Linked DNA regions of Sus scrofa: all the other regions are linked to region 2. The links are chromatin contacts, called in public HiChIP or PLAC-seq maps. All regions are on one chromosome and are shown on one strand. The core of a region is the stretch at or near the end of the contact, and the rest is flanking DNA. Distances in the headings are between cores, read along the strand shown.

Evidence for each region. HiChIP or PLAC-seq counts read pairs in DNA pulled down with a chosen protein or histone mark.
Region 1: an H3K27ac HiChIP or PLAC-seq map of alveolar macrophages shows a contact between it and region 2. The contact joins two enhancer-like sites. A contact is called at or near these places in 1 of 47 Hi-C or Micro-C datasets (epiblast stem cells) and 2 of 2 datasets of contacts at active chromatin or transcription factors (alveolar macrophages and skeletal muscle).
Region 3: a contact with region 2 is called in an H3K27ac HiChIP or PLAC-seq map of alveolar macrophages. The contact joins two enhancer-like sites. A contact is called at or near these places in 1 of 47 Hi-C or Micro-C datasets (embryonic fibroblasts) and 2 of 2 datasets of contacts at active chromatin or transcription factors (alveolar macrophages and skeletal muscle).
Region 4: a contact with region 2 is called in an H3K27ac HiChIP or PLAC-seq map of alveolar macrophages. The contact joins two enhancer-like sites. A contact is called at or near these places in 15 of 47 Hi-C or Micro-C datasets (alveolar macrophages, brain, embryonic fibroblasts and 9 more) and 2 of 2 datasets of contacts at active chromatin or transcription factors (alveolar macrophages and skeletal muscle).

Annotation. Positions count from the first base shown.
Region 1 is chr17:49,334,649-49,339,029 of Sscrofa11.1, reverse strand. It overlaps ZMYND8 (protein kinase C-binding protein 1), which reads left to right. Exons shown (of 26, transcript XM_021078039.1): 5 at 1,080-1,298. Among named protein-coding and RNA genes, the nearest start is that of ZMYND8, 54 kb to the left of the region's middle. Within about 2 kb of position 3,084, at least 2 of the 83 cell types and tissues checked have an H3K27ac peak or open chromatin away from gene starts, as enhancers often do. A contact at or near this core is called in alveolar macrophages, where this site is marked.
Region 2 is chr17:49,622,049-49,626,785 of Sscrofa11.1, reverse strand. All of the region lies in intron 2 of NCOA3 (nuclear receptor coactivator 3), which reads right to left. Among named protein-coding and RNA genes, the nearest start is that of NCOA3, 96 kb to the right of the region's middle. Within about 2 kb of position 1,320, at least 18 of the 83 cell types and tissues checked have an H3K27ac peak or open chromatin away from gene starts, as enhancers often do. A contact at or near this core is called in alveolar macrophages and embryonic fibroblasts, where this site is marked.
Region 3 is chr17:49,353,543-49,358,365 of Sscrofa11.1, reverse strand. All of the region lies in intron 3 of ZMYND8 (protein kinase C-binding protein 1), which reads left to right. Among named protein-coding and RNA genes, the nearest start is that of ZMYND8, 34 kb to the left of the region's middle. Within about 2 kb of position 2,600, at least 52 of the 83 cell types and tissues checked have an H3K27ac peak or open chromatin away from gene starts, as enhancers often do. A contact at or near this core is called in alveolar macrophages and embryonic fibroblasts, where this site is marked.
Region 4 is chr17:49,303,137-49,307,413 of Sscrofa11.1, reverse strand. All of the region lies in intron 13 of ZMYND8 (protein kinase C-binding protein 1), which reads left to right. Among named protein-coding and RNA genes, the nearest start is that of ZMYND8, 85 kb to the left of the region's middle. Within about 2 kb of position 1,298, at least 21 of the 83 cell types and tissues checked have an H3K27ac peak or open chromatin away from gene starts, as enhancers often do. A contact at or near this core is called in alveolar macrophages and embryonic fibroblasts, where this site is marked.

The DNA.
Region 1 (4,381 bases), core at 1,835-4,334, 290 kb after region 2:
TGCGAGGAAGTTTATTCGGGGGTAGGTGCTGTGCTTGCACCTGAGAGCTTGTCCACGGAGACAAGGCTAAAGTGGGCTGAGGGGCGTCTCCAGCTCACACAGTCAGGTACTGGGTCCTCTTGACACTTAGCACCAGACTTCCTCAGGCTTCCTCCACGGGAGTTCTCACTGGTCTCCAGGAGGCATTTTCCGAATGAGTCTCTTCTGAGTGATTGTATGTGTTTGGAGGGTGGCTTTGCTGGATTCTGTAATAGACCATTAGGGAAGCATTTAATTCTGGTGATGTTTTGGGATAAGGAGGGGTCTGGCCCCAAGAATTGGCCACCCCTCTCTCTTATCTTTCTGCCCTTGTTGGTTCTCAGTAGCAGATGTGGTTTCTCTGCGAATACCAGGACCGACCATGTTCAAGAAGAACCATGGTTTTAGGAAAGCCTCTTGTTGGCTCTAAGTATCTGGTGCACTGGGGATAGACTTTAAAAAGTTGATGATTTTGGGTTTCTCAAATCCAGTGGCTCTGGTCTCCAGAAGCCTGTTGTTGAAAGACTCCCACAGCAAACGGCCATACATTTCTTGGCTTTGCACGGATAGACTTCTGGAGGTTGGGCTTGTAACCGTATTAGCAACGCTAGTAGTGGCGGCTCTGTGTTAAATGCATACCTCCTATGATTCCATGTAAATCCAGCCACAATACCCTGGCGTTAGGTATTGTCATCCCCATTTTACAGATGAGAAAATTGAAGCTGAGGGATTAAGAGACGTGCCCTGAGCCACGCAGCTCTAGAGCTAAAACGGAACTCGGGCAAGCCTGCTGGCAGCCCCGCTGCTTTCCTGTGAGGGTTGCCTGTTGACTCTGAGACACCAGCGTTTCAATCCATGGCCTTTTAAAGAAAGAAAAAGAAATCCTGACTCTCTAGCGACATGCCAGCCCTGTATCGAGTAGAGCAACCCAAGATGGCTTTTTAATGAATGTGTAAAATGCTGTGATTTTCTTTTGTTGTTATTGATGTGTTTGTTCAAATTCCTTTTGCGAATGCGCATTTGTTTTGAAACCAAACCTGTCTTTCTTGCCTACATTTCAGTCAGAACTAAGACATGGTCCGTTTTACTATATGAAGCAGCCACTCACCACAGACCCTGTTGATGTTGTACCGCAGGACGGACGAAATGATTTCTACTGCTGGGTTTGTCACCGGGAAGGCCAAGTGCTTTGCTGTGAGCTCTGTCCCCGGGTTTATCACGCTAAGTGTCTGAGACTGACATCGGAACCAGAGGGGGACTGGTTTTGTCCTGAGTGTGAGGTTAGTTCCTGACGAACGAATGCGCGTTGTCTGCCTCGTTTCTTCTCCTTTCTCTTTCTCCCTTTCGTTTCGAGTTGTTCACGTAATCCCGCCACAAGGAAAAGAGAAATTTCTTGCCTTCTGTCTCCTCTATCCCGGTCACCCCTTTTGGGGACCAACAGTGGCCGTGGCCTTGGCACTGCAGCTCTTGGAAAGACGGTTGCACTGAATCTTGTTTTTGATTCGTCCCGGGTCGTTGGATCACGCTGAGGCCTGCAGCCTTTTTCGACTCTCCTGTCATGAACATGTCAGAAGTTCACTTAGGAACGCCTCGCAGTTGCTTATTTTGCAAAGAGCTTGTGAAGTGTCCGCCTTCCTTGCACGTCCTCTCCTGCTGCATCATGGAGTCGTCGGCCGTGGCCATGCTGGGAAGACTGCTGGTTGTGTGTCCCACGTGGTTGTGGTTGCATCTGGTGCTTGCGTTCCCGCAACAGCTCTTTCTCCAGTGCCTATGAGGTACTCGGGGTTCGACAGCAGACACGAAGAAGCCTGGATCCCATTCTTTTTCAGAAGAAAAGAAGGCAAACCAAAATAAAGTTATATACAGTGTGTTAGGAGAAGAGTGTTCTAGACAAACAGAATCTACGTTGATGAGTAGGGAGTGGGGTGGGGGTGCAAGGTGTTCCCATTGTACTTTTATTTTATTTTTTTTTTTTTTTTTTTTTGTCTTTTCTAGGGCTGCACCAGGGCATATGGAGGTTCCCAGGCTAGGGGTCTAATTGGAGCTGTAGGCGCCGGCTCACGCCAGAGCCACAGCAACACCAGATCCGAGCTGCATGTACGATCTACACCACAGCTCACGGCAACGCTGGATCCTTAACCCCCTGAGCAAGGCCAGGGATCGAACCCGAAATCTCATGGTTCCTAGTCAGATTCGTTAACCACTTAGCCAAGACGGGACGCCAAGGTGTTTCCATTTTAAATGAGGAAGTGCAGGAAGCCTTCTTAGGATTTGAGAAAGACCTGAAGAAGAGAACGAGCGAGCCATGGAGCCACAGGGGGAAGACCTTCCAGGCAGACAGGCTGCAGGTATAGAGCCAGAGGCGGAAGCATGCTGGTGTAGTGAAGGGAACATGTATGTTTCTTTGTAGCAAAGCCTTAAGCACACTTCATTAAAACAGTTACTGTGGGAGTTTCCTTGTGACACAGCAGGTTGAGTATCTGGCATTGTGGTAGGCGGGGTGGTGCGGGTTCGTCCATGGCCTGGGAACTTCTGTAGGCTGCAGGTGCAGCCAAAAAAACCAAAAACATAAAACAAGAGTTCCTGTTCTGGTGCCGTGGGTTAAGGACCTGGCATTGCTGCAGCTGTGGCATAGGTCTCAGCTGCGGTTCAGGTTCGATTCCTAGCCCAGGAACTTCTCTGTGCCCTGGGTGTGGCCCGAAAACAAACCAAAGCAGTCGTGATGGCTTCCACTCTTCTGCGATGTCTTAGTCTTGGCAGCTTCCAACTGTGATGCTATTTCCAAATGCTGAAGATGAGAATGTCATCTGCAGCATCGTTTAGTATGGAATGTCCCTTGCGTTCAGAGGTATATTGGTCTTAGATCTCAAATGAGGATGTCGGAAGTGGAAAGCCCTCCCAGGTGTTGATCGTGGGGAAGAAAAGCAAGCTCTAGGATAGCGACTGTAGTACCTCTTGAAGATAAGAAATGTACGGAGAGAAGTTAGACATCCAGTCAGTATGGCGTGATGATGACACCGAAATTGTGTTCTGCCCCTAAAATTGCAGAAGCTGGCCACTAGATGGAGAGATGGGCAGGACACGGGTTGCCTGGCAAGGCCTTCCTCTTCAGAGCCCCACCTCGTTCTGCTGCCTTTGGTGTGGGAACTGGAACCTTCATCTCGAGTTCCTTTTGTCTCAACTCACCCTTCCCAGTTGTTCAATAATTTTGCAGGAAGTTCCCTGATGGCCTTGCGTTTGAGAATCTGGCATTGTCACTGCTGTGGCTTGGGTCACTTCTGTGGCACAGGTTCAATCCCTGGGCCGGGAATTTCCACAGGCCGAGGATGTGGCCAAAATAAAAATGTCTATTAAAATAATTTTGTAAGGAGGATAATGGCTCAGATAGGGTGCTTTTGCTGCAAATAATAGATCTTGATGAAAGGCAGCTGAAACGGTAAGGGTGTGTTACCATGTGTAGAAGCAACCCAGAGGCAGGGCCAGACCAGAGTTTGCGCAGAGCCAGACACTGCATTTCCCTGTGGAGGCGATCTGTTCCTCGTGGCTCTAAGGTGGCTGCTGGGGACCCCATCACATGTGGCTAGACAACCATCCCCCTCAGAGGAGTGTTTCTCCTCATGTGCCTTTTTATCAGCCTCTGGCTGACAGGCCCTTGGGCTCCGTGGCCAGCATTGGATCACCCGTCCCCCTGCAAGAAAGGTTTGAAAATACCTGTCTGGCACTCTCAGTCCGTCATGTGGGAACCATGCATTGACAGCCAGCACTGACAGCATTGACCCATTGAGGGGGGCTGGGGCGGGAAGAGGTGAATGACAGTTGAGTGGGCAACCCAAGCGTTGACCTTGAATGGTTACCTAGAAATGAGCTGGAATTCAAACCCACAGGTATTAAGCGTCTAAGACTTAGGGTCTGGAGTTTCTTGCAGGGGCGAACTGGGGAGGCAATCAGCTGGGGAGACAGCCGTTTCAGGCTCTGATAGCTGAGAAGCTGGTTCCCTGCATCACGGGCCGATTTCTGCTTCTGGGCCCCGCTCCTGTTGCCCTTGTTCTCGACAACGGACCGACACAGCTACAAGTTCCTTGTGGAGAATTCAGACATCGAAGAATGGAGACTAGAATTCCATGGCAATTCATTGGAGAAAACTCTTCTCAGCTCTCTGCGCAGATGGTTCAAGAGCATTTTCTGACGTCATCCGAATTTGCTATTTTTGTTGTCGCTACCTAAGGCTTCTGAAGCTCTGAGATACAGGACCAGATTTACAGAGCAGAATCTGGCTTCAGATGTGTCTTTGGTGGAATTTCTCTTATAAAGTGACGTTTATTGCCCATGGAGATAAGCAGTTAGGTTCTGCTCTGTGCATTGT
Region 2 (4,737 bases), core at 71-2,570:
CAAATAAATGAGCCAGAACTATTCAGGCTATCCTCAACTTACAAATAGTTGACTAGAATTCAAAACATTCTCCCAGTGAAATAGTGACATGAGTGGCAGGTAGTAGCTAACGTGAGGCCATGAAAATAGGATCAAACTATCTCCATAGAAGTCTGTGTCTTAAGATACCCAGGTATAATCAGAGAATAAGTAGGTACCTTTTAGAAGATTCTGAAGAGGTTATCCAAGTACCTTCAAAGGACTACGTAAAAGCACACAGTGCTGGTTCTTTTTCATGGTCTCTCTTTATTTCGAGTTCGTGGTTTCATTTTTCTTTGATAGATATAAATGTCTCTATATCAAAAGTATTATTTATACTTAAGAATGTCTGTTGGCACATAATGAAAATATGAGCAGTAAAGAAAAAAAAGAGGAGAGAGAGTGTTTAGACCCCTTGAGGTAAGCAATAAAGCTCTGGACTAAGATAAGCGGTCAGAGTTAGAAGGGTGTGTGCACAGAAATAAAATCTGATATAACTTTAATTAATAAGCAAAGAAGATATAAAGGAGAGATGATCACAGCCTGTGCCCTATTCTCCCCTAATCCATTCTTTCTGACTCAGAGAAGATACTTTAAGAAATGTTGGAGTTCCCGTCGTGGCGCAGTGGTTAACGAATCCGACTAGGAACCATGAGGCTGTGGGTTCGGTCCCTGCCCTTGCTCAGTGGGTTAACGATCTGGTGTTGCCGTGAGCTGTGGTGTAGGTGGCAGACGAGGCTCGGATCCTGCGTTGCTGTGGCTCTGGCGTAGGCCGGTGGCTACAGCTCCGATTCAACCCCTAGCCTGGGAACCTCCATATGCCGCGGGAGCGGCCCAAGAAATAGCAACAATAACAACAACAACAACAACAACAACAAAAGACAAAAAAAAAAAAAAAGAAATGTTAAAACTTAAGAGCTCAAACTACTGCCTTTGGAATGGATAAGCAATGAGATCTTGCTATATAGCACTGGGAACTATATCTAGTCACTTATGATGGAGCATGATAATGTGAGAAAAAAGAATGTATGTATGTATGTGTGACTGGGTCACCTTGCTATACAGGAGAAAACTGACAGCACACTGTAAACCAGCTATAATGGAAAAAATAAAAATCATTATAAAATAAAAAAATAAATGAAATAAAACTTAAGAGCTGATATCATTAGCCACATGGTAATTCAATGGCTGAGAATAGCAAAGATGCTATAGGAAGTAGCACTAATCAAGCAGTGCATGATACATGCAATAGTCACCATGGGTCAACTACAAGACAGATATTCCTAATATGGAGTGCCTGCGCAGTTAAAAACAAAAAAACAAACCTTGAACAAGACACTTCCTCCTACAGTACTCAAGCTGGCCCTGCCCACCAATATCAAAAACATAAAGAAGCTACCCTGCAACAGTAACATCTCAAAAACTAACAATGTGGAAATGTGAAGCTGATAAAACACTTCAAATTAATTTTAGAAAGAAAAGGTATTGAAGGTAGAAAGAGAGAATAAGATATACCAAGGGAAAAGCATATCTTAGCTGGATTCCCTTCCCTAAAAGCAAAGAGGTGGGAGCAGATGATCTCTAAGTCTAGCAACACGACATGGCTGGCCTGACTCATGAGACTTCCTGGATGGGTCACCATCTAGACTACACGTTAGTCTGTGCTCAGTCCTTGCTGCTTCCAGTGCCTTTTTTCTTTTTCTGACCTCACAGCTTATTACTCTTCAGTGATTATAATTCCATCCTAGCCTAAATAACCTTAAATTCAAAAGAAGCTTTTTGAAAAATAATGCTTCTATATCCCCAAAAGTTGTATGTCTGATGAAAGATATATACTCTTCAAATCAATCTCCAAAAGGCACTACTGATTTCATGGACGACAATAATACAAATAACAAATGAGAGCAGGTACAGCAAAGTCCATGAAGAAAGTAAGAATGCACTCCTAAGATCATTTACCTGTCAAGGTTGTGTAGCACTGGTAGCAATGTCAAATATCAAAATCCAAACTAACTACAACTGCCTCCTTAGTCCCCTCCAAAACAGAGCTGCTATGCTACACGGAGCGAAAACTCTGTGCCTCTAGGTCAAGACTGTTCAAGGGAAGAAGTCTGCCGCAAGCAAGAATATAAACTACTGAGGAATCGGATGAAAAGATCCCTCAATCTAAATAAGACGTAGCTTGGTTTTGTTTTTTTTTTTTTTTGTTCAAAGGTCAGTTTGATGACTCATGACTTTAAAGAGCTTCTCTGTGTACTTCATAAAACCTGCCTATGCCTGTGGAGTAAATGAAGCTGGGAGCACCTCATTACCGTTAGAGAACATTTGAGGCAAAAAAAATAATTATGAACTCTTATAAAACCATTCATACAACTAAACTGGCTCAAATCAAAACCCACTTCGCCAAGTGTATTAAGAATGGTCAATAAGTACTAGGGGTGTAATATACAATATGACTATAACCCTGCTGCATGATAAAAAGGAAAGTTGTTAAAAGAGTAAATCCTTCAATTAAAAAAAAACTTTTAAGGCAAAAAAGTCAATCCTAAGAGTTCTCATCACAAGGAGGAAACTTTTTCTTCTTTCCTTTTTACTGTATTTGTATGAAATGACATGTTAGCTGAACCTGTTGTGGCAATCATTTTACAATATATGTAAAAGCATCACGGCACACCCCTTAAATTTATTCAGTGAAGTATTTCCATTATTTTTCAATAAAACTGAGGAGGTGGGAGGTTTTGGTTGTTTCCTTTTTTTTTTTTTTTTTCCAGTGGTCACTCTTCAACAGCCTGGGTGTTTTCCACACAAAGGAGATCATATTCCCTACGCCAGTGTGCTTAGGCAGAACTGTTGATTAAAACAGACAAGTTTTGGGTTTTTTTCCCCTTCAACAAGCTGATGACCCAGTGCTAGGGATCAACAAAACTAATACATGCAGAATCACAAATGTATCTTGTGCTATAAAAAGTCTCTACTGAAAATAACGGCTCATCCGTAATTTATTTATTTATTTTTTTGTCTTTTTGCTATTTCTTGGGCCGCTCCCGCGGCATATGGAGGTTCCCAGGCTAGGGGTAGAATCGGAGCTGTAGCCACCGGCCTACGCTAGAGCCACAGCAACGTGGGATCCGAGCCGCGTCTGCAACCTACACCATAGCTCACGGCAACACCTGATCGTCAACCCACTGAGCAAGGGCAGGGACCGAACCCACAACCTCATGGTTCCTAGTCGGATTCGTTAACCACTGCGCCACGACGGGAACTCCTCATCCGTAATTTAAAAGCGGGAACAACTGAGTACCACATGTCATACAAGCTATTCAAAGTCTAACCTTCAGTCAACCAGGTTCCTACTAATAAAAGAAAGAGATTCAGGTTAACAATAACGTGTGTCTCTCTCCCTTTCTTTTTTTTTTCTTTTAAATGGTCGTACCTACAGCACATGGAAGTTCCTAGCCCAGGGACTGAATCTGAGCCACAGCTGTGGCCTTGCCAAATCCTTTAACCCACTACGCAGGGCCACACCTCTGCAGTGACCTGAGCCACTGCAAATTTTTAACCCACTGCACCCCAGTGGGAATTCCACTATGTGTCTTTCAAAGTCGCTAAACTTTACTGGTTAGCTCAGGTCGTCCTGGTGTTCAAGTAGGAAAAAACAGAGCCAACAGAGACAGCTGTGGCAGAAAGTGGACATGCTACAAGGCAACAAACAGATACAGCAGGGTAAAAGATTTACGTCAAATGCTTCTAGAGTTCCAACCAAATTCAATAGATCAGTAGTTCTCAACCTCTTTCTTTCTTTTTTTTTTTTTTTTTTTTGGTCTTTTTACGGCTGCACTCACAGCATATAGAAGTTCCCAGGCTAGGAGTCAAACCAGAGCTGCAGCTACCAGCCTATAACACTCCACGGCAATGCCAGAATGGAGCCGCATCTGTAACCTACACTGCAGATTGTGGCAATGCCAGATCCTTAACCCACTGAGCAAGGCCAGGGATCAAACCCGCATCCTCATGGATGCTAGTCAGGTTCTTAACCCGCTGAGCCACAATGGGAACTCCTTCAACCTTTTGTTATCAGGCTTCTTTTTATCTCTTAAAAATTGGGAACTCTTATAAAGCTTTGATTATGGGGGTTATACTTATCGAAGTTTACTATATCAGAAATTAAAACTTGAAACATTTAAAATATTAATTCATTTAAGTCTATTAAGAGTTCCCACTGTGGCACAACAGGATCAGCAGCATCTTCAGAGTACTGGGATACAAGTTCAATCCCTGACCCAGAGCAGTGGGTTAAGGATCCAGTGTTGTGCCACAGTTGTTGCGGCTCAGATCTGATACCTGGCCCAGAATTCCACATGCCACAGGGTGGCCAAAAACAGTAAGTTTAGTATATGTTAACATACACAATTCTATGAAAAATAACTTCTGAAACAAAACAACTCCATGAGAGGTGGCATTGTTTCACATTTACAAACCTTATGTCTGGCTTAATACAAGACAACTAGATCCTCGAATCTACTACTCCATTCACTCTGGTATATAATACATTATACTGATTGAAACATACGAAGAAAATCCAGCCTCCAGGAAACACATAATGTAAAAGGAAGGACTATTTCAATAGCCTTTTACAATCAATTACAAATAATTTTCCTTTATATTATGCTAAAACTCAACAAGTAGTACTTCAAGATTTGGAAATAGTTTCAATCTAAC
Region 3 (4,823 bases), core at 1,351-3,850, 270 kb after region 2:
TCGGAACTGGCCTTCTGATGCTGCGGTTCCCCATTGCAGTTCCAAAGCCACCCACCAGCACTTGAGCTTCGCAGAACCTGGGCTGAGTCCTTCCTTGCAGCCTAGACAAATAGTGTATACACGGGTTTCAGCCACCAGAACCAACTCCTTTTCTCCGGCATGCTCTCCCTTCCGCCGGCTAACTGTAAAGGCCAAAGGCAACTGGGCACTCCACGGTTTCTTTGTGGTGATTTGGCGGAGTTTGAGGGCCTCAAATGTGTCCACACGTCGGACTCAGCCTCCGGGCCTGGCCTGCTGAGCGGGTGGGCGGGGTGCGTGGGTTTTTCTTGTAGAGAGTTGGGCCCTGCCTCCCCGTCTTTGTAAAGACGAAGGAGCTTGGCGTTCTGGAACCAGGAAATTCTTGTTGGAATGTTGTTTCTTTTTCCAGAAGGCTTCATCTCAGCTGAGGGGGTGGGGAGAAGGGGCTGTGTGGTTGCCTTGGCCTCTGGACGTTGATGGCGAAACAGTGAATTCATTTGTAAATCAGCCCTAGATGGAAGCAATTTCTGTCTTGCCCTGAGAGTTTGGAAGTTCATCTTTTACATATGAATGTGCCCATTAATCACCACTTCTGCATTATTGAGAGAGTGAGAGAGCGGGAACTCGAGAGGAGGGATGGGGAGAGGGAGACTGAGTTTGTGTCCAGTGGGAAGATGGTTTTCTCATTTCTAGGAGAGGCGCATGAGAACTAAAGATAATTGGAAACAATTATTTAAAAACACCTTCAAGATGCAAGCCACCCATCTTCCCCCCACCACCCCCCAATTCCCTTCTGATCTTCTCACTCGGGCAAGCAGAACCCACTGCAATTTGTTGTGTTTATTCACATCAGCGAAATAAATGGCTCTTTGGTGCTTGCACTGAAGGTTTGCAGCTTAGCCAGGCTGCTGTCTGTCGAGGTGATAAATTAGAGCCGAAAGCCCGGGAACACGATGGCACTGCAGGGAGGTGAGGGTGTCCTTGCCCCGCTGGGCGACCCGGTGCGAGGAGCCCCGGGCCGGCCCGGTGAGTGGTGCCTCCAAGCCTGTCCTCTCTGCTGCTTCCCCCTCCCCCTGGGAGAGGCCGCCGAGGAGCCGGAAGCAGGAATGTGTGTCGTGTGTGAGCCTCTGTTCCCTTGAACCGAGAGGCTGGGCCCTCAGAACCGCAGAGCTTTCTCAATGGCAGGTAAGCGCCCCTTCCCAGGGTCACCTGCCCCCGCGCTCACTGGGTCTCCGAGGTCCCCGGCTCCCTGGTCCAGTGACATTTCCCCCAAGTGGGGAACGGCCCCCTTCCTTCCACGGCCCCTTCTCCGTTCCAGCCCTTTTCCTGATCTGGGAGGTCACAGCCACACGCGGGAGACCTCTTAGAAGCCCGGCGTAGGCGCGTGCAGCCTTTCCGGGAGGCCCCAGTGGCTCCAGCGGCCCAGGCTGTGGCCTTGGCATCCAGATTCTATGGCTCCAGGAGAGATCCGTGTGAGCAAACTGGCTGCCTGAGTGTTTTGGCCGCTCACATGTTCTTCCTGGCTCCTCCTGGCTCCTTGGACACGAAAAATCCTGCCCCTTCCCTACCCCATCCTTTGCTTCCTGATTTTTCTCCTTTCTCCTCTGGGCCTGGAGGAGATTGTGGGCTTTTGTTTCATGATGATGTAATTACTGGCTGGGGAGGGCTCTAAGATTCCTGGGGAGGGAGGCCTGTTTAGGTACCTGCTCTGTGTCTTTGGGAAACGCTTTGAAATGAGGGTGGCTGTGCTTTGCTCCTGCCCCGAGAGCAGCGTGTGGTCACACTGAGGCTTTGGAGAGGGCTGGCAAGTGCCTGCACTCACGGCTGAGCCAGCCTGGGCCTCCACGCCTGACCCTGCCTTCGCCGTTACAGGAGGAAAGCTGGACTTTGCACAGCGTGATGGACATGCAGGAACCGGCTCCTGGGCCGGTTCCCAGCTCCGTCTTATATAGGCTGGTGTTTCCATAACTGAGCATGGATTTAACCTGCTCCTGGGGGAAATCACCCCTGTTTTTGGAGAGCGATGGTGGAGGAGGAGGAGAAAAAAGACGAGGAGGAGGAATGTGTGTGGGTTTAAATAAAAAACAGCTACTGTTTATGGAGTGCTTACTCTCTGCCAGGCCTCACCCTCAGAGCAGCACATGAATTAACTCCTTTAATCTGTGGCTAACTCCAGGCAGTACCAGGATCTCCATCCGTCGGAAGGAAGAGCAGAGGCCCAGAAGGGTTAAGTAGCTTTCTTAAGGCCGCACTGCACCCCACCTGTATCATTGGCCCCCCAGCCTGACTTCTGTGTAGGGTGACCAGCTTGTCCGGGTTTGCCTGAGACTGGTCTGCCTTTGGCCAGCCACCGCTTGGTCACCCCGCTTCTGATGCTGGTGCCAGCCTGTTGCCCGTTACTCGCTTTTTATTCAGCCCCCAGCCATCCTGCCGTTGATAGCATTGAGGAAATTTACATCCATGGAAAGACACCACAGGGCCTGTCCTCCAGGGGGAGGGCCTGGCCTTTGGCTGGGGCCTGGTCCCTCTCCGGAGGAGACAATTCCCTGTATTTGGTGTGTCATTTCCTAGACTGAGGAGTGGCAAGTGTGGTGACTCAGGCGCCGGATGTGGGTGGGGGCTGGGGTGCCTGGCTGGGCCTGGCTGGACATTGGGAAGGGCTTTTCAGGGAGGGGGCATGGCTGCGGAGCCTTCCCTCCCCCAGTCTGTTTTGTGGTGTAGGCCAGGCCCTGCTGCCCCCCGGCGAAGGTGGGGAGGTGAGCGTGCTTCTGGGAACCGCCTTTGGGAGAACAGTGTGTGTCATCAGCATGTGACATCCACTGTCACGTTGGCACTCCCCAGCCCCCACACCGCACCATCTGCAGTGGAGAAAGGAAACCAGCAGCATGAGCGTGTGCCCTTCACACAGAGACCCCGAGCCAGGCAGTCTTCTGGCTGCAGAGCTGAGACCCGCCTCTCCCCGTGTGAGGCCCCAGGTGGCGGCCTGGCTCCCGAGCCCACCCGGGCCCTTGTGTGATCTTGGGCAGGTGATTTAGAGGGACGGACCCGAAAGGCATTTGCAACAGGGTCTGGTGCATTATATGCAGTAAAAGAGCATCTTAGCTGTTAACACCCAGGGCTCAGGAAAGCTAAGAGGCTCGGTTATCTTGGAGGCCGGCATCCCTTAAGTCAGGGGCCATCTAGGGAGGGCGCAGCGGGATTATTTCTGGTCTGTTCACAACAGGTTCAGGGCAGATGTCGTCACGTGCTCGGATCCTAATTCCCAGTAGACCTTGCCATATTGAGATTCAGTGAAAAGTCACGGGAGGGGAAGATTTGCTGCTTCCTGCTCCATGCCACGCTGTGCGCCTGAGTCACTGCTCTGTCCTTTTCTTCTAGGCTACTCTGTCCCCTCGCCCATGTTAACTCCTGCAGCACCAGACTTATCTTTGAAGGGCAGTAGGGCTGCTGGCGGCCAGCCCTGTAGAATCTCAAGTCCTGCTACCTCCCAGGAAAGTCTCTGGGATCAAGGGTGAACCATTTCCCTAGCGGCCCGGTCTTACATGGCTGTTTGTCCTTATTCCAAAGTGATACTTGAAATGCATTTAGAAACATGTCCCTGTCAGAATCAGATCATTAAAGAAGGGGGGAAAAAAGAAACCCTTTGACTCAGCTTTTTGGAGAAGGTCCTTAAGGCAGCTTTATTACCATGACGACAGCACGGTTCCCAGCCACCATTCTGTCACCAGCAGAGGCCTCGCCTCCACTGGCGTCAGTAGGTTGTGAAGCCAGAATCCCTGTCTCTGAAGGACACTGAATCCAGCCGGCATTTCTCAATTTTTCTCCCCAAGAGTCTTCAGTGAAAGCCTCTGCTGTTGACAATTGTGTCTGTTGTTTGGAATCTATTAAATTTCTACCCCTTGGATACAGTCACTGATCTCTCATTAACTCTGGAGGGAGTCGGTGTGTCTGTAACGGGGAATGGAATTGGGGTTTTTATGTTTGGCTCAGACTCGCAGGTGGGGATGCTCTTAGGTGTGGGCACCCTTGGGTTAGACCCCTCCTCTCACCGACTGAGGCCCTGCTTCCCTTTGTTTGCTGGTGGCCTTGGGCAAAGCTTTGTGTACCTCTCCAGGGCTAAGGAGTATATTTATTTCCAGTGATTCTGTTCTTCCCTCTTTCCCATGGAATTAAGGCATTTCAAAGTTAAAAGACTCGATCTTCCATAGTTTTTAATTTTTTTTCCGGTTTCAGTGTTTATTTAATTTATTTATTATTATTTTAATGATTCTTATGTTTTTCCATTATAGCTGTTTTGTAGTGTTTTGTCAGTTAACCCCAAATTCCCCGTCCATCCCACTTCCTCCCCATCCCCCTTGGCAACCACAAGTCTATTCTCCAAGTCTATGAGTATCTTTTCTGTGGAAAGGTTCATTTGTGCTGTATATTAGATTCCAGATATAAGTGATATCATATGGTATTTGTCTTTCTCTTTCTGACTGACTTCACTTAGTGTGAGAGTCTCTAGTTCCTTCCATGTTACCGAAAATGGCATTCTTTTGTTCTTTTTTTTTTATGGCTGAGTAGTATTCCATTGTGTATCTGTACCACATCTTCTTAATCCATTCATCCGTCGTGGACATTTAGGTTGTTTCCATGTCTGGCTGTTGTGTTTGGTGCTGCAATGAACATACGGGTACCTGTGTCTTTTTCAAGGCAAGTTTTGTCTGGATATAGGCGCAAGAGTGGGATTGCTGGGTCATGTGGTAGTTCTACATAGAGTTTTCTAAGGTACCTCCGTACTGTTTTCCATAGTGGTTGTACCA
Region 4 (4,277 bases), core at 49-2,548, 320 kb after region 2:
TTTCCTTTTTGTCTCTGTCTTTTGCTTTTTTTGGGGGGGGGACACCTGTGGCATATGGAGGTTCCCAGGCTAGGGTCAAATCAGAGCTGTAAGCTGCCGGCCGAGGCCACAGCCATAGCAACTCAGGATCTGATCCTCGTCTGTGACCTACACCACAGCTCATGGCAATGAAGGATCCTTAATCCACTGAGCGAGGCTGGGGATGGAACCTGCGTCCTTAGGGACACTAGTCAGATTCATTTCTGCTGTGCCTTGACGGGAACTCCCTGAATACGTTTCTATGTTTGTACGTAACCATTGGGAGCAGCATTTCTGTCCTGTCCTGTCCCATCCAGCAACCCTGCACTCTTCTGTTTTATTTCTTTATGGCCACACCCAGGGCATGTGGAAGTTCCCGGCCAAGGACTGAATCCAAGCCATAGCTGTGACCTAAACCACAGATGCAGCACTGCCACACCCCCAACCCACTGCGCTGTGCTGGGGATTGAATCAGTGCTGCCACTGAGATAAGGCCGGATGTGCTATAGCAGGAACTGGTTTTTTTTTTTTTTTTTTTTTGTTTTGCTTTTGCTTTTTAGGGCCACACCTGCAGAATATGGAGGTTCCCAGGCTAGGGGTCAAATTGGAGCTACAACTGCCGGCCTACACCACAGCCACATCTGTGACCTTCCCACAGCTCACGGCAATACCAGATCCTTAACCCACTGAGCAAGGCCAAGGATTGAAGCTACACCCTCAGAGTTCCTAGTTGAATTCGTTTCTTTCTTTCTTTTTTTTTTGTCTTTTGCCATTTCTTGGGCCGCTCCTGCGGCATATGGAAGTTGCCAGGCTAGGGGTTGAATCAGAGCTGTAGCTGCCAGTCTACACCACAGCCACAGCAACACGGGATCTGAGCCGCGTCTGCAACCTACACCACAGCTCACGGCAACGCCGGATCCTTAACCCACTGAGCAAGGCCAGGGATTGAACCCGCAACCTCATGGTTCCTAGTCGATTCGTTAACCACTGAGCCACAATGGAACTCCTCAAATTCATTTCTGTTGTGCCATGATGGGAACTAGAGGAACTCTTTTTTTCTTTTAAGTTTTTATTTTATTTAACTTTTTTAATGAATCCCGTGCTATTCTGTGTAGCTCATCTGTGCATGCCACCAAGACTTGTGCAAGATGCTGCCAGCCCTTTGAACATATAAGTTGCTTCCACGGTTGTGTAAGTAGAGGAACTAGCATGAATCATTAACTCCACCACCGCTCCCCCGCTCAGAGTGCTGGGGTGTGTGGGAGGGAGGGGGCATTTTTTTCCAATTTGATTCTATGACTCATGTTTCATGTAGTCAGAAGGGCACTTAGCACAGGCTGGGATTCTGTACGTGTAGATAATAGATGACGTGTTTGAGCCCACACTCGTGAATTGTACATCAAAGTCTAAAATCTGATTAAATTATTTGTGACTTCAAAGGCAATTAGTTCTTCCTTTGGGCAAGATTTATGGCTTTATAATAGGATTGGCATCCCTTTCAAAGCGTAATTGGAACGAGCATTTCCCAATGTCTTTTTGCTTTTGAAAGTGTCTAGAGTGATTTAAAACAGGGTTTCCCAACCTCAGCACTAGTGATGTTTTGGGCCGGATGATGATTCTCTGTTGGGGAGATTGTCCTGTGCCCAGTAGGGTGTTCAGCAGCATCGGTGGCCTCCATTCACTCAGTGCAGGGAGCCACCCCCCTGCCCACAATTATCACAGCTGAAAACATCTCTGGTTATTGCCACGTGTCCTGGGTGGGGGACATGGTCACCCCTCTAGTCCTTATTGAGAACCACTGCTTTAATATACATGCTTTTGAATTTCAGCCGTGATAAAACTCATTGCTTAACTTTCTGCCTGGAGCTCCTCAATATGTACCTTTAATTTAGCATCACTTTCCCCTGAAAATAAAAAATTCCTTTCAAATTTTAATATAGAATAAATAAGCCATAATTCCAACTCAAAGAGATGATAACTGCTAAGAATTGAGTGTTCCTGGAGTTCCTGTTGTGGCTCAGTGGAAATGAAAGACTAGTATCCATGAGGACGCAGTTCGATCACTGGCCTCTATCAGTGGGTTAAGGATGTGGCGTTGGCCTTGAGCTGTAGTGTAGGTCACAGATGCGGCTCCGATCCCACGTTGCTGTGGCTGTGGTGTAGGGCTGTGGTGTAGGCCTGTGGCTGCAGCTCTGATTCGATCCTAGCCTGGGAATCTCCATGTGCCGTGAGTGTAGTCCCTCGCCCCCCCCAAACGAATTCTGTGTTCTTTTAGATTTTTTTTTTTAATTTTTAATTAATTTTTTTTTTTGGCCATGCCCACGGCATGTGGAAGTTCCTGAGCCAGGACTCAGATCCATGCCACAGCAGTGACCAGAACCACACACAGCAGTGACAACACCAGATCCTTAACCCACTAGGCCCCCAGGGAACGCCTGTTTAGATGTTTTCATGTATATAATCACAATGATGGTGCCAGTAATAAGAGTTTGTTTTTTGGTGGTGGTGGAATGGGATTATATGGAACTTTTTGCTGCACCACAGCCATGCCAGATCTGAGCTGCATCTGCAACCTGCACCACAGCTCATGGCAACACTGGATCCTTAACCCACTGAGCCAGGCCAGGGATCGAACTCTCAACCTCATGGATACTAGTGGGATTCATTACCACTGAGCCACAACCCGAGCTCCCTATACACTTTAATTTTGGGTAATATCATTATCACCTATTGCTCTCCTAAATAGTTTTCCGAGTGCCCATGAGTGTTCCTCTTTCCCTCTGAACCCTTGCTAGGTGTTATTATTGTTATTTTTTTTGTCTTTTTGCCATTTTTTTGGACCGCTCCCATGGCATATGGAGGTTCCCGGGCTGGGGGTTGAATTGGAGCTGTAGCTGCTGACCTACACCAGCGCCACAGCAACGCAGGATCCGAGCTGCATGTGCAACCTACACCACAGCTCACGGCAACGTCGGATCCTTAACCCACCGAGCAAGGCCAGGGATCGAACCCGCAACCTCATGGTTCCTAGTTGGATTCGTTAACCACTGTACCACGACCGGAACTCCTAGGTGTTATTTTGAAGCAGGTGTACCACGCAGGTGGAGAGGATGGAGCGCGGACAGCTGTCTGTGTCCATCTTCCTGACCTGCATTACTACTTATTTACGACGAGCCCAGGGTTCTCGTCAGGCATGCGTCTGACCCGCGGGTACTTTTCTGGGCAGCGCTGCTTCTCCTCTCTTCTGTGGATGCTCCGTCACCCCAGCCGCCTTGGTTTCCGTAGCTGCTGCATATCGAGCAGATGGTTTCAAGTGGCTTCTTTGGATGAAGAGGTTTTTCTTTGGTTGTCCTTAGTGTCGTCTTCATTGCTTTTCGCGACCACAGTAGCCAAAAGCGAAGTGGAGACCTCACTCCTCAGTCACCTCCGTGCCCGCTCGTGCTGTCAGCGTCTTGGGTGCCTGAGCACCGCACAGGCCGGCGGGGAGCCTGCTGTCCTGGAGCCCCCGTTCTCATGGCCAAAAAGAGGCAGTAAACGCAAGGGCCCCGGGGCCACCTTACATGGGGCCAGCAGGGGAGGGCTCCCGGGAGGTGGTGTTTGAGCTGCCCCGGAACAGCGAGGACTGCCAGCCGTGTGATCTGGGTGGGAGTGTGTCGGGGGGTCCTTGGAGATCCCAAGTGTAAAGCTTGAGGTGGGCCCAGGTTCGATCTTGGAGGGGCCAAGCCCAAGGGGCTCCTAGGCTGGCGATTCAGAACGAGGCCAGGAAGGTTGGAAGTGCCTTTGGGCTTTGTTCTGGGGGAGCGGGCACCCTGCATGGTCTTGGATGGAGGAGCGACGTGTTCCTTCCCTGTTGAAGGTGCCCTGCGGCTGCCGGGTGGCGGCGCCCCGGGAGAGGGTGGTATGGCGCCCCGTGGGAGCCCTCACAGGGTCTCCGTGAAAAGTGATGGCGAAGGGCAGTGGTTCCCAACCTTTTTCTCATTATCACCCCTGAGGAGCCCTTTTAGGCAGTTTCTTCCTGATTGTCCTGTGCATCTTTTTAGGGCCGCACCTGCGGCCTATGGAGGTTCCCAGGCTGGGGGTCCCATTGGAGCTGCAACTGCCAACCGACCCCACAGCCACCACAACGCCAGATCCTTAACCCACTGAACAAGGCCAGGATTATACCCGTGTCCTCATGGATACTAGTCCGTTTTTTTAAATGGAGGTGAGCGCCCCGTAACAGAAGATTAGTCATTTCAAAGTGAACAATGTTGTGCAGC